Regions from separate parts of the Zea mays genome. Here region 2 is linked to region 1. A link is a contact called in public Hi-C data. All regions are on one chromosome and are shown on one strand. The core of a region is the stretch at or near the end of the contact, and the rest is flanking DNA. Distances in the headings are between cores, read along the strand shown.

Region 1 (5,503 bases), core at 1,864-4,363:
GAAGACATTGTCGAGCGACAGAGCTTCAGTTTTGGTGGTCATGGCGGTGACGAAGGGATCGTACTCGACGGGAAGCCCTGCAAACAAATAGGCGAGTATCTCTTCATCTCGAAGAGGAGCGTCAATAGCAGCAAGCTTGGAAGCGAGCCCGGTGATTTTGCGGTAAAAATCTGCCGCCGAGAGATCTTGTTTCTTGGACGTCGCAAGATCGACACGGAGTTGCACTGTCCGTGCCTCTGTGGAAGATGCAAACTTGCGGTGGAGGGAGGTCCAGACCTCACGAGAAGATGTGGTCGCCATGACATCTCGAAGGACCTCTTCGGTCATCAAGGAGAGCAGTCCGCTGAGCAACTGCTGATCCTGGTCATACCAGGTGTCGTAGGCCGGATTAAGGGCCTCTTCGATCTCGCCAGTGGTGGTCGCCGTAGAGATGAACTGCTTGGACGCCGGATTGGATCCATCGAGGAATCCGATCAACTTGGAGCTGCGTAGATATGGCAGGAGCTGAGCCCGCCATAACAAATAGTTCGATTTGGTGTGGCGGGTCGTAATAGCTTGATGGATTGGGATAGGCGCCATGGTGAAAGAAGCACCGGGAGCCATGGATTATCGGTGGAGGGGAGGAGGTGGAGAAAGTTTTGGAGGAGAGAATCATGGTGAGAAAAATTAGGAATCCCTTGGCTCTGTTACCATGTTAACAATGATGGAAGGCCATACCACGCATAGGGACAGCCACGTATTTATATACAGAGAGGATTACAATGAGGCGGCACAATGGCCGCCCGAGATTGTAGGGATTACCCTAACAGAATACATTTCATGATTCTATTTCCTAACAATGTGGAGCTGTAGAGCTGTTTGTGTGTGTGGTATGAGTGAGACGTGCGTGTGTGTGTGGAATAGGTGTACGTTCGTATATGAACACGTACAGCGGCGAAGACTCTCGTCTCCAACCGCAATTGTCAGCAGCCGCGCGGCATGGGACATTCAAGGCCGCCGACGCCGATGGATGGGCTAATAATTAACGGGTACCGCCTGCCGCATCAGCCTTCTCCACGTCTGCCGCGGCAACAACCTTCTTGTCTTCATCGGCGGCGGCCGCGTCCCCGTCGTCTTCTTCCTCCCAACCGCACGCCCCGTGCGCGACGTCGTAGGTGGCGTGGAGGCCGACGAGGACGTAGTAGACGAGCATGACGGCGGTGCAGACGCCGAAGCGGATGAAGGCGTCCTTGCCGAGCGAGCCCATGAGGAAGAGGTTGGTGGCGATGGACAGCGAGGGCAGCCACGGCACGAGCGGCACGCCCCACACCTTGGGCGCCCGCGCCGCGGGCACCAGCAGCTGGATGCCCAGCGTGCCGGCCGCCCACGCCGGCACCAGCACCACGTAGCCCTGCCACCGCTCCGGCGACGTGCCCCAGCACGCGGCGATGCCGATGGACGAGGCGATGATGAGCAGCAGCAGCGCCGTGAGCCGCAGCGCGTGCGTCCGGCTCGTCACGCCCCGCACGTAGTAGCGCCGGACGAGGAGCGCCGTGGCCATCATCATGAAGATGAAGAGCGTGCTGACGGAGAGCAGGCTGGCGAGGACGTCGAGGCTGGAGAAGAGCGCGATGCAGGCGCTGCAGACGGCGATGAGCGCGGTGGCGTGCACGGGGGTGCCGGTCCTGGGGTGCACGAGCGCGAACACGGGCGGGATGATGTGGCTGCGCGCGATGTGCGTGGTGTAGCGCGCCTGCCCCAGCGCGCCCACCAGCAGCACCGTGGTCATCCCCTTGAGCGCGCCCAGCGCCACCACGTACTGCGCCCACCGCATCCCCACGCTGGCGAACGCCACCGAGTAGGCGGCGCTGCGGTCGATGGCCGTGTACGGCTGCATCATGCTCAGCACCAGCGCCATCACGCAGTAGATGGCCGTGATGGCGGTCATGGAACCCAGCAGGCCCAGCGGGATGTCCCGCGACGGGTTCCTGGTCTCCTCCGCCATGGTGGCGATGTTGTCGAACCCGCCGTAGGCGAAGTACACGATGGCGGCCGCCCGGAACACGCCCGGCACGCCTTGCGGCATGAAGGGTCTCAGGTTGGCCGCGTCGGCGTGCGCGAACCCGGCCACGATGACGAAGGCGATGACGAGCACGTGCACGGCGGACGCCACCCAGTTGACGCGCGAGGTGCCCTTGGCGGTGAGCATGGCCAGCGTGGCGGTGACGGCGATGACGAGCACCGCGATGGGGTCCAGCTCGTCGTACCCGCCCGCGAGCCCCGGCGCGTGGATCCGCAGCGCGCTGGCGGGCCTGTTGACGAGCGACGCCAGGTACGAGGTCCAGGACCGCGCCACGGCCGCCGTGCCGATGACGCTCTCGAGGATGAGGTTGGCGGCGGCGACGAAGGCCGCGGCGTCGCCGAGCTCGACGCGCAGGTACGCGAAGGAGCCGCCGGCCACGGGGATCTCCACGGCGAACTCGGTGTAGCAGAAGACGGACAGCATGGCGGAGAGGCCCGAGGCGACGTAGGAGAGCACGATGGCTGGGCCCGCGTGGTCGCGCGCCTCCTGCCCCGTCAGCACGAAGATGCCGGCGCCGATGACGGACCCGAAGCCGAACCAGGTCAGGTCCCACCACGTCAGGCACCGCCGCATCTCGTGCTCGCTGCGCCGGCGCAGCGCGCCCAGCTCCGCGGCGTCGGTGGACCGCCCCGCGAGGCGGTCGCGGAGGCGGGCCGGCGTCTCGCGCAGCGCCCGCCGGTACGCGCCCCAGCTCGCGAACGACGGCTCCGGGAAGAAGTCGTCCCTGCGCCACCGCCAGTAGCTCCTCGCCGGTACCGTCGCCGCGGCCTTGCCTGCGCCATACTCAGGCGGCGAGGACGTGTCGTTCTCCGCGGGCTCCATGGCTGCAGCAGGAGCGGCTCGCCTCACGTCACTCGCGCCTCCCACAGTCCCACTTCGTGTGGAGGTGGTGGAGTAGCTTGTAGTTGTAGCTGGGCTGCTGCTGTGTGTGTGGGCGTGAGGGTGTCGGCGTGTGACTGTGTGTCTCTGTTGCATGTGTATATGGGAGTGTGGAGGATTCGTCGCTCGGTACGAGCGTGACGTCATGGCTTGGAGTTTTGCGTAGTGCCTCACTTCAAACTGCAGCCCGACCGCCGATCAGCAAGCAAAACCGACGCATTGCAATACGTGACGTACTCCCTCCGTCCCCAAAAATAAAGTGCACTTGTAGTAGGATTGGATTTTTTGACACGAAAGACGAGACAAGGACGCGATTTCCGGCGTGCGATGGAGCTCGCTCAGCTCAGCTCGTTGGTCAACAGATTCGGCCAGAAGTGGCGCACGCCGGCAAGTCGACCTCCCTCCGTAGCGCTTGGACGCACATGCCGGGCCACGGAGAAAGCCGACAGCGGGAAGGCGGCCGGGCCGGCCGGCCTCCAAAACTCGCCCATCCGAGCTGTCGCAAGTGACGTCCGGCGTCCGCGGACCACGCGACATCACATCGGATCCCGCGCACCGTGCCGTTGCACGGTCCGGCGCCTGCTCCGTTATCTGTTGGCCTCTTCAAATCACACGTAACCTACTTCTATTGGCTATTGCACAGTCACTAATAGAGTGTCTAAAATAGAGGATGTAAATAATATTGTTTGACACTTAGGAATAAAATAGGGGATGAATAGAAGATCCGCTGCAGATAGCTTTACATACGTACATACAAGTAGCTCGAGATATTAAGACAAACATTTGTGATATATGTATTATTTGTAATATATGTTATTGTCTTTCATTATATCATTCAACTGTGCTTTGTAAATGAGTTTAACTTTTTATGGCGGTCTAATTTTAAGCTTGGTTTATACGCTGGCGGGCTCGGGCCGGTATGGTGTTCATTTTCGGCCCAGGCTTACCGGTCCAACACGGTTGGGCACGTCCCGTGCCGGACTCGTTCACATAGTTGAGCTCATTGGACAGCCCAGCCTAGCTCGGCCCACATATTTATTTGGATCTAACCGTGTCATGCTTAAGCAGATCGTGCTTTAACGGGTCCGGGCAAGCCGGACCAGGCGACCCGTTTGTACATTTCTAGCTCGAGACGAGAACATTTTTGGGAGTGGTGGAGAGCGGGGGTGGCAGTCCATTCGAGCAAATATAACCACAGTTGACGATAAGGATTCTTGGAACCTACCTCTTGGCCTATACGTACAGTGGTTAACTATTCAATATTAATGTTTGATTCATCTCTCTCATAAATTTTTTGTTCTTGTGCCCAGGCCGACTATAAATTTAGAGCAGGTTTAATAATACAGTCAATTGCTGACTATAAGGATTCTTGTAGCCTGCCATTTAGCACACCCGTATAGTAGTTAGCTCTTTACTATTAATGTAGGACTACACATGTCTTCCTCACAAAGTTTCTTAGTTCTTATGTCTAAGTCGTTTGTGAGTAGTTAGCTCTTTACTATTAATGCAGAACTACACATGTCTCTTTCATAAAGTTTCTTGGTTCTTATGTCTAAGTTGTTTGTGAGTTTACCGTCGGCTTCTCCTCTCTTCCCTTCTATCTTTTCCACCTTGGTATCTAGTTAACTTATAGCCTCTCGTACTTTAGGGTACGTTTGGTTGGATGTATAAGGAAGGATGAAAGGGGACGACCATAATTTTTATAGTGTTTAGATGAGAGTCACGTAGGACGAGATAAATACCAGAGTTATTTTTGGTGGCAGCATGATCAAAAAAATCGAGGAGACGATGTCGCCTACGCCTCATCCTACTTTAATCTCAAACCAAACATATGCTTACTTGCTCTGACCGTCCACTTGTCCTCTCTTTCTCTTCTCTTCTCTCCCATCCACCTAAGGGCATGTTCGGTTACACCAATCTAGAGAGTGATTGAAGGGGATTTAATCCCCTCCTAGTTAAAAATGACTAGACGGTGATTTAAACCCCTCCAATCCCCCTCTGAATTGGTGTAACCGAACAAGCCCTAAGTATTCAACCTGATTACAATATCTTATTATACTTGCTCAGCGTGGCCTGCATTTGTACCACGAATCAGCGTCAAAACTCAAAAGGAACAGCTGAGACGACTTCATGCCTTGCCTATCTACAAGACTACAACTACAATGCTACGCTCAAAAATTGCCATCGAGACAAGACGGGGGAGTGGGCCTTTGCCGGGCCCCACTTTACGCACGAGCCCAAGTCCACACGCTAGTTACCATCTCGGCCGGCGCGCTAGGCTCCTGCCCATCACACGATCTGGTCTAGTCTTGGGCTCTTGGCACAAAGTCAGAAGAACGGTCGTTGGCGACGGCGACCTGACGAACTGGACCTTCAATTCGTATCCAACATACCAAGGTCCAATCTAAAACAACAAGTCGTTTTAGACAAAGTTTAAGTCGAATATACAAAACTTTGGCTACTGATAACAGATTTGTTATTTAATCTTAAAATCTAACGGTCATATATATAGATTTATTTTAAAAATTACTTTTGCAAAAAATATAAATATATTAAGATTAA
Region 2 (5,503 bases), core at 864-3,363, 210 kb before region 1:
ACAGCCTGTCGGTGGCATCCTGCCTTGGCACCACAATACCACCGGCCCTCGCTATCTCACTGCGGTACCAACACACCCGTCAGACTGCAAGCTGTTGCCTCATTGTCGCCATCTCGCGTCAGACTCGCCGATGTGGCCGCTCCGCCCCACCCCACCCCCTCCCTCACTGGCCCGTTGCTTTCCCCTCTCCGGCTCTCCCCTAGGACAGCCAAAAAGGTTTTCCGGTATTCATGTCATTTTGAAACACTCCTAGTATTATCACCTAACCTTCACGTTATTATCATGAAGCTACTTTTATAAGTGGTCTAGTCTAGTGATTTTTCTCTTACGGTGTTGCCCCACCTAGAATTTTGTCATGCATCCGCCACTCCTAGGAACCATACTTCCTAATAGAAGCTTGCTTCAAATAATCGTAGTTATTCACATATTGCTTGCTTGTACAAAGCCTGGGATGTTTTCTTCAAAGGAAAGCAAATATTTAGGGCTTGTTTGGTTCGTGGCTAACTGTGCCACAGTTTGCTCCTAAGGTTAGTCGTCCGAATTGAAGAACTAACCTTAGACAGAAAAGTCAGGCAAAGTGTGGCAAGTTAAGCAGCGAACCAAACATGCTCTTAGTCAGCAACTATGAAAACTAACAAGTTGTTGTACTGTTAGAATCAACATGTCACATGTATCTATTCTTGACGTAATCATTATCACGCCAAGGGAAATATTGCGCCAAATCATCTCTGCACTACATTCCATCAATAAATCAAACGAGCAATTTCTACTGTGTACCAAAATCAGTACACACAGAACGCTTCTATTTGTTAGCTGGCACCAATAGAATTTTGTTGATCGGACTATTAATGGCAGTACAGCATCAGTTCCTGAGCTCCAGAAGCCTGAACGGAAGATGCACTAGGCTACATCATCATAGTGCACATGGCCACATGGGTACAAACCATAATCCAAATGCGCTAGTTGTGTGTTGTACTTTCCCGCTCACAGAATCTCCTACACAGCACATTAAGTTCCAGAACTTTGTAGGCTGCGTTGACTAAAAAAATGACGCATGCTTATCTACCATCGAGCCCTCAACAAAATCAGGGGTCCACATGCAAATCCTGAACTCTGAGAGGTGCATGCAGCAAAAGTACACCTAAACTGGAGGTCTGAAGCTCTAAAACCTAGTAACGATCTCTTAACCAGACCGTAATGCGAGTTAAGTAATGACAAAAAACAAGTAATCTTACACTCAAATTAAATTACTCTTCAATACCCCCGAGTGGCCGAGTCACAGACTTATCAGATAGTAAAAAGGAATAGCAGTTACCAATCCCACGAAAACCTCTCACTAAAATACCAAAACTCAAGACAACCGAGACATTCTCACTGAGAAGCATCAATTTGCAGACAAAACAAAACAATAGCTGATTAACAACAGACAAGCCTAATAAATTCGCAGATATTGCAGCCAAAGCCGACTCCCGTACTAGCCCTAAATAGTGAAATAAACACCAGAAAAGGGAGTAGCCGCCAAAGCATTCCACCGCCATCAAGTCCGCAGGAGTGATCGCGGCCACGGCCAAGCGGTGGGGTGAAAACTGAAAACCCAAACCTCGCACACAAAAAAATAATCACCAAAACCCCTGCCCGCCACAACAAAGCCCTAGAGGTTATAGCAATCAGCCACCACGCGGTGCTGGAAAACAGCGAGGCCGCCGATGAAACGCACCGAAACACCGTAAAACCGCGGCCAAATGCCCCCCGGAGCCCTACATTGCCAGGACCGGAAAGCCCTAGGCCCTAGCGCGAGGCGAAACGGGGGCGGTTTGCGATCGGAGCGGGTGGAGGGAACTCACGTCCAAGGAAGAGGAGGCGATCGCCGCCGCGGGCAGCCTCAGGATTAGGGTTTCGAGCTCCTGCGTCGTCTACCTCCAGAAACTCCGCCGCTCGGCTCCGGCCCCCCTATCCCCCTCCGCCGCTCCGGCCCCTCTTCACCCAATAAAAACTGAGAGGAGAGAGCCTTGGCGTCCTGGACTTTTTGTTTTTCCCCCCGAGTCGAAGCGAAGTCTTTAATAATTGGCACCACGACTCACCACCCCGGCCGGACCCGCGCTCACGGAGCGAGATACGCGGCCCCCCGCGCTGGCACGCCGACACGTGGGTCTAGGATATGCGTGGGGGCAAGCTCGCGGTGGCTCGGGCTAGTCGGTGCCCGGGCAGGTGCGGTTCGTCAGGTCCTTTCTTGATGCTCTCAGATGATCTGACGCGGCCGCGTACTTTTGGGCGATGCGCATTGCTTCATGCCCTCCTCGCGCGGGCGTGGGGCCCGTCGGCTGGAGGGACCACATGTCGGTCGCGGGGAGGCCGACTGCTCGTACGTACACGCGTGGCCCACAGGGGATGGCCCGTCCTTTCCGGGGCGCATCGCATCCACGTTCGGAAGTGAGAGACCCGCACGCAAGCGGCGTGGATGGGGGTTACTAACCACTGGAAACCGGGGCCGGTTGTGTCAGTGGGAGGGAGGGCTCGGGTGCGTAGACGCAACCGCCAACTGGGGCCAGTGGGCTGGCTTCCATTGAACTATACTGGGGATAGGATAACGCGGTGGGGTGGGGAAAGTGACGGCTCGCGGTCGCAGCCGCGGCGGCACTCTTTGGTGTGGGCCCGGATCGGGGTGTTGGACTCGTAGTCGTAGACTGGAGGGTTTAATACGGGGGCGGGCCCGTGCACAGCGGGATTGATGGGGGAGATTTGCACTCTGATCAGCAGCATACTTTCAGGATGCAGCAGCCTTGCAGAAGGCGTCCTCGTGGTCTCGATCGCACAGCTTGCGTTTGGAACCGGAATAGCAGAGAAGGGCTCTGGCAGCCTGTTCCCATTTATGCTGTGCTTGGCTTTGGCTGCTTCTCTACGATGGCATATCAGTGCAGTAAGGCCCGTTTAGACACAAATTAATTAAATTAATATATTTATATATGTAATGTATTTGTGTATTATTCTAAATTATATGAAAAAAATATACACTATACTTATGCTATCTCTACTACTTATTAAGGCTCTAAGAGTAGTCTGCCATTCCCATGTTCTGCCATTTCCGTGTTCTGCCATTTTCGTCATGAAACCCATTCCCATCTGCACACTCAACACACGCCCTGCACATGTGGGCCCACGTGACAGCCTCTGTCTCTTTTTTCCCGTCGCGGCTAGGCTAAACCCATTCCCATCGTGCAAACCCATCCCACGTGACAGTTATTCCATTCCCATGTTCTGCACACCGCATGCCCTACCATATGGGCACACGTGACAGTTATTTTTTCGTTGCAGCTCCGTGTCCTCTCGCGCAAAAAATGTTAGAAGTAGAGACCGTCAAGTGCACTTAAGCAGAATTACTTTCTCTGAAGCAGCACAGCTTATAAGCCGGTACCACAATTGTTGGCTGGCCAGTATGGTACTAAAATTTGCAAGTCATGGTCACGTGTTATTTGGTGCAGCTTGGTCGGCGTGGGCTATGTTATTTGGTGCGGCCCGTGTCGAATGCCCAGCACGCCTCTGGCCCTGGCCCAGCCTAGAGTTCGAGTCTTTCTCTGCAGCTCTCCCTGCCTAGCGGCCCCCTCCACCTCTCCCTGCAAGCGGCCCCTCGCATCGGTCTCCCGAGAGGCCGAGACGCAGCATCGCCTTCCTCCTTGCAGCCGCCGCACCATCTTCGGTCCACGCCCGCACGCTCCACCTCCATCCATTCTCTGGATGTCCCATGGAAATTCCAAATGCTAGAGCGGTTCTCCGTGTGAGATGCCCGAGGTGCCACTGCGTTCTCGAGGAGGCCGGCGCCCCTGTGTACCAGTGCGGTGGATGCGGTGCTAGCCTTCAAGGTAAACTCATGTCGTCCCACTCCGATTCATTTAGATGCTTGCTCGTATCAACACCCCCCGGCCCGTGTGCAGATGGGTCACCGGTGGAGAAGCTCCCCCTCCCCTCAAATCATGAATCTGTGCTCCGTCTACTCCTCCATCGCGAAGCCGCCGTGGGTTGGAACTTGGAACCAACCAGATCACACGAACCAAACCACCGCCTCCTCCCCCGAGCGAAGCCTCACCGCCGGCGCCCTTGGCGACACGCTACTGGATGATGTCGCTGCCCGTGCAGTCACGCGGCGCCGCCACCATAGCTCCCTGTGGTCGCACCTTCAGGACTCCATCTTCCACCACTCCTTATGTTCTTGTGTGTGCGCGAAACAAACCAGTTCTTGTGTGTGTGCGCGCGCGCGCTTTTCATGGTTCTCACAACGTTGGTTGGTTTCGTCCTCTCTTATGTTTCGATATAGTTTCGTGATAGTAACTGGTCGGAGCTTGTTTTGACCTGTCCAATCATTATCCTTAAAAATTAGGAGTTTAACTATGAGACGTACTGCTAATTAGCATGCATCAGTGTTATAACGAGTCACCGCCTCGCTGTCCAGAGATCTGGGATGCTCTGAGGGTTGCCGCAGAGTCCGATCTAGCCCTTGCCCAAACCATCGTGGACAGTGCTGGAATCATCGTCTCGAACCCTGACATGACGCTCTGCTACGACGAGAGAGGTGAGCAAGAACTTGCCCCCCCCCCCCCACCACCACACACACACACACATTTTCACGACTCTGTTTACCGTCCTGTTGTGCAAGACCAATGTCGAAAACTGAAGACTCCAAGTACGAGCTGCCCAAGTATGTCTTGAGCGAGCCAGCGAACCTGATCCGCGACGGGTGATTCTGGACCCCCAAAAGGTTTTGCAGCAGCACGAAACAGGGCCACGTGAATTTATGTGGATGGTTGATTCGGTCGCTGGTTCTGGATTGTAACTTTCAGGGACGCTGAAAGCTTGTTTCAGCGCTGTATGTTGTATAGTGATGTTATTGGACACGATGTGTAGTCTCTAGACCTGCTACTGCTGAACTCGGTCATTCAGGGACAGTGAATGCAGTGTCGTTTAGGCTAATATGCTGCAGCCTTATTCATCCCTCCTCCTATCCTATTTCAGACTCCACTATATCTATATAAATAGTGCAGTTTGCACTATCTCTACTAATCCTTAAGGGTGGACGGAGGGCGTCCACCACCGCACCGTGCCCCCGCCCGCGACTTTGACCCCCGCGCGCGTCTTCCTCCTGCCCGCGAATCACACCCGCTCGCGTCGCCCTCGCCGCCGGGTATCCCGCCCGCGCCAGGCACCCCTCCCCCGGCGCGCCGTGATGCCCGCCGTCGGGTATCCCGCCCTCGTCAGCGCACCCCTCGCCCTCACCCCCGTCTTCGAAGAGCCCTGCTTCCATCCTCAGCGCCGCCAGCTCGCCGGCATCCTCCTAATCCTTGCTCGATGCTAGATTCGCCAGACTACCGAGGCGCTGCTCCTCGGATCTCCGGAGAGGTGGCAGTTGTTTGCCGGTTATCGGCGCCGCATGTCTCAGATCTGAGATGGACAGAATCTGGGACGGCAGGAGGGGCGGGGTGTCGGTCTGAGGCGTTCCGCCGCCTCCGAGGAG

What was found. Hi-C and Micro-C count contacts between places; a contact is called where the count stands out from the background.
Region 2: a Hi-C map of bundle sheath shows a contact between it and region 1, with 2.3 times the contacts expected there. The contact joins the promoter of LOC103649602 here to the promoter of LOC103649599 in region 1. A contact is called at or near these places in 5 of 25 Hi-C or Micro-C datasets (bundle sheath, ear, leaf and 2 more).

What each region holds. Positions count from the first base shown.
Region 1 is chr3:3,996,979-4,002,481 of Zm-B73-REFERENCE-NAM-5.0, reverse strand. It overlaps LOC103649599 (cationic amino acid transporter 5), which reads right to left and starts at 3,113. Exons shown (of 1, transcript XM_008675337.4): 1 at 695-3,113. The coding sequence starts at 3,088. The coding sequence ends at 1,022.
Region 2 is chr3:4,206,147-4,211,649 of Zm-B73-REFERENCE-NAM-5.0, reverse strand. LOC103649602 (RNA binding (RRM/RBD/RNP motifs) family protein) reads right to left here and starts at 2,113. Exons shown (of 11, transcript XM_008675339.4): 1 at 1,845-2,113. It overlaps LOC109945370 (a long non-coding RNA gene), which reads left to right and starts at 4,443. Exons shown (of 2, transcript XR_002268532.2): 1 at 4,443-4,564; 2 at 4,669-4,962. It also overlaps the pseudogene LOC100381398.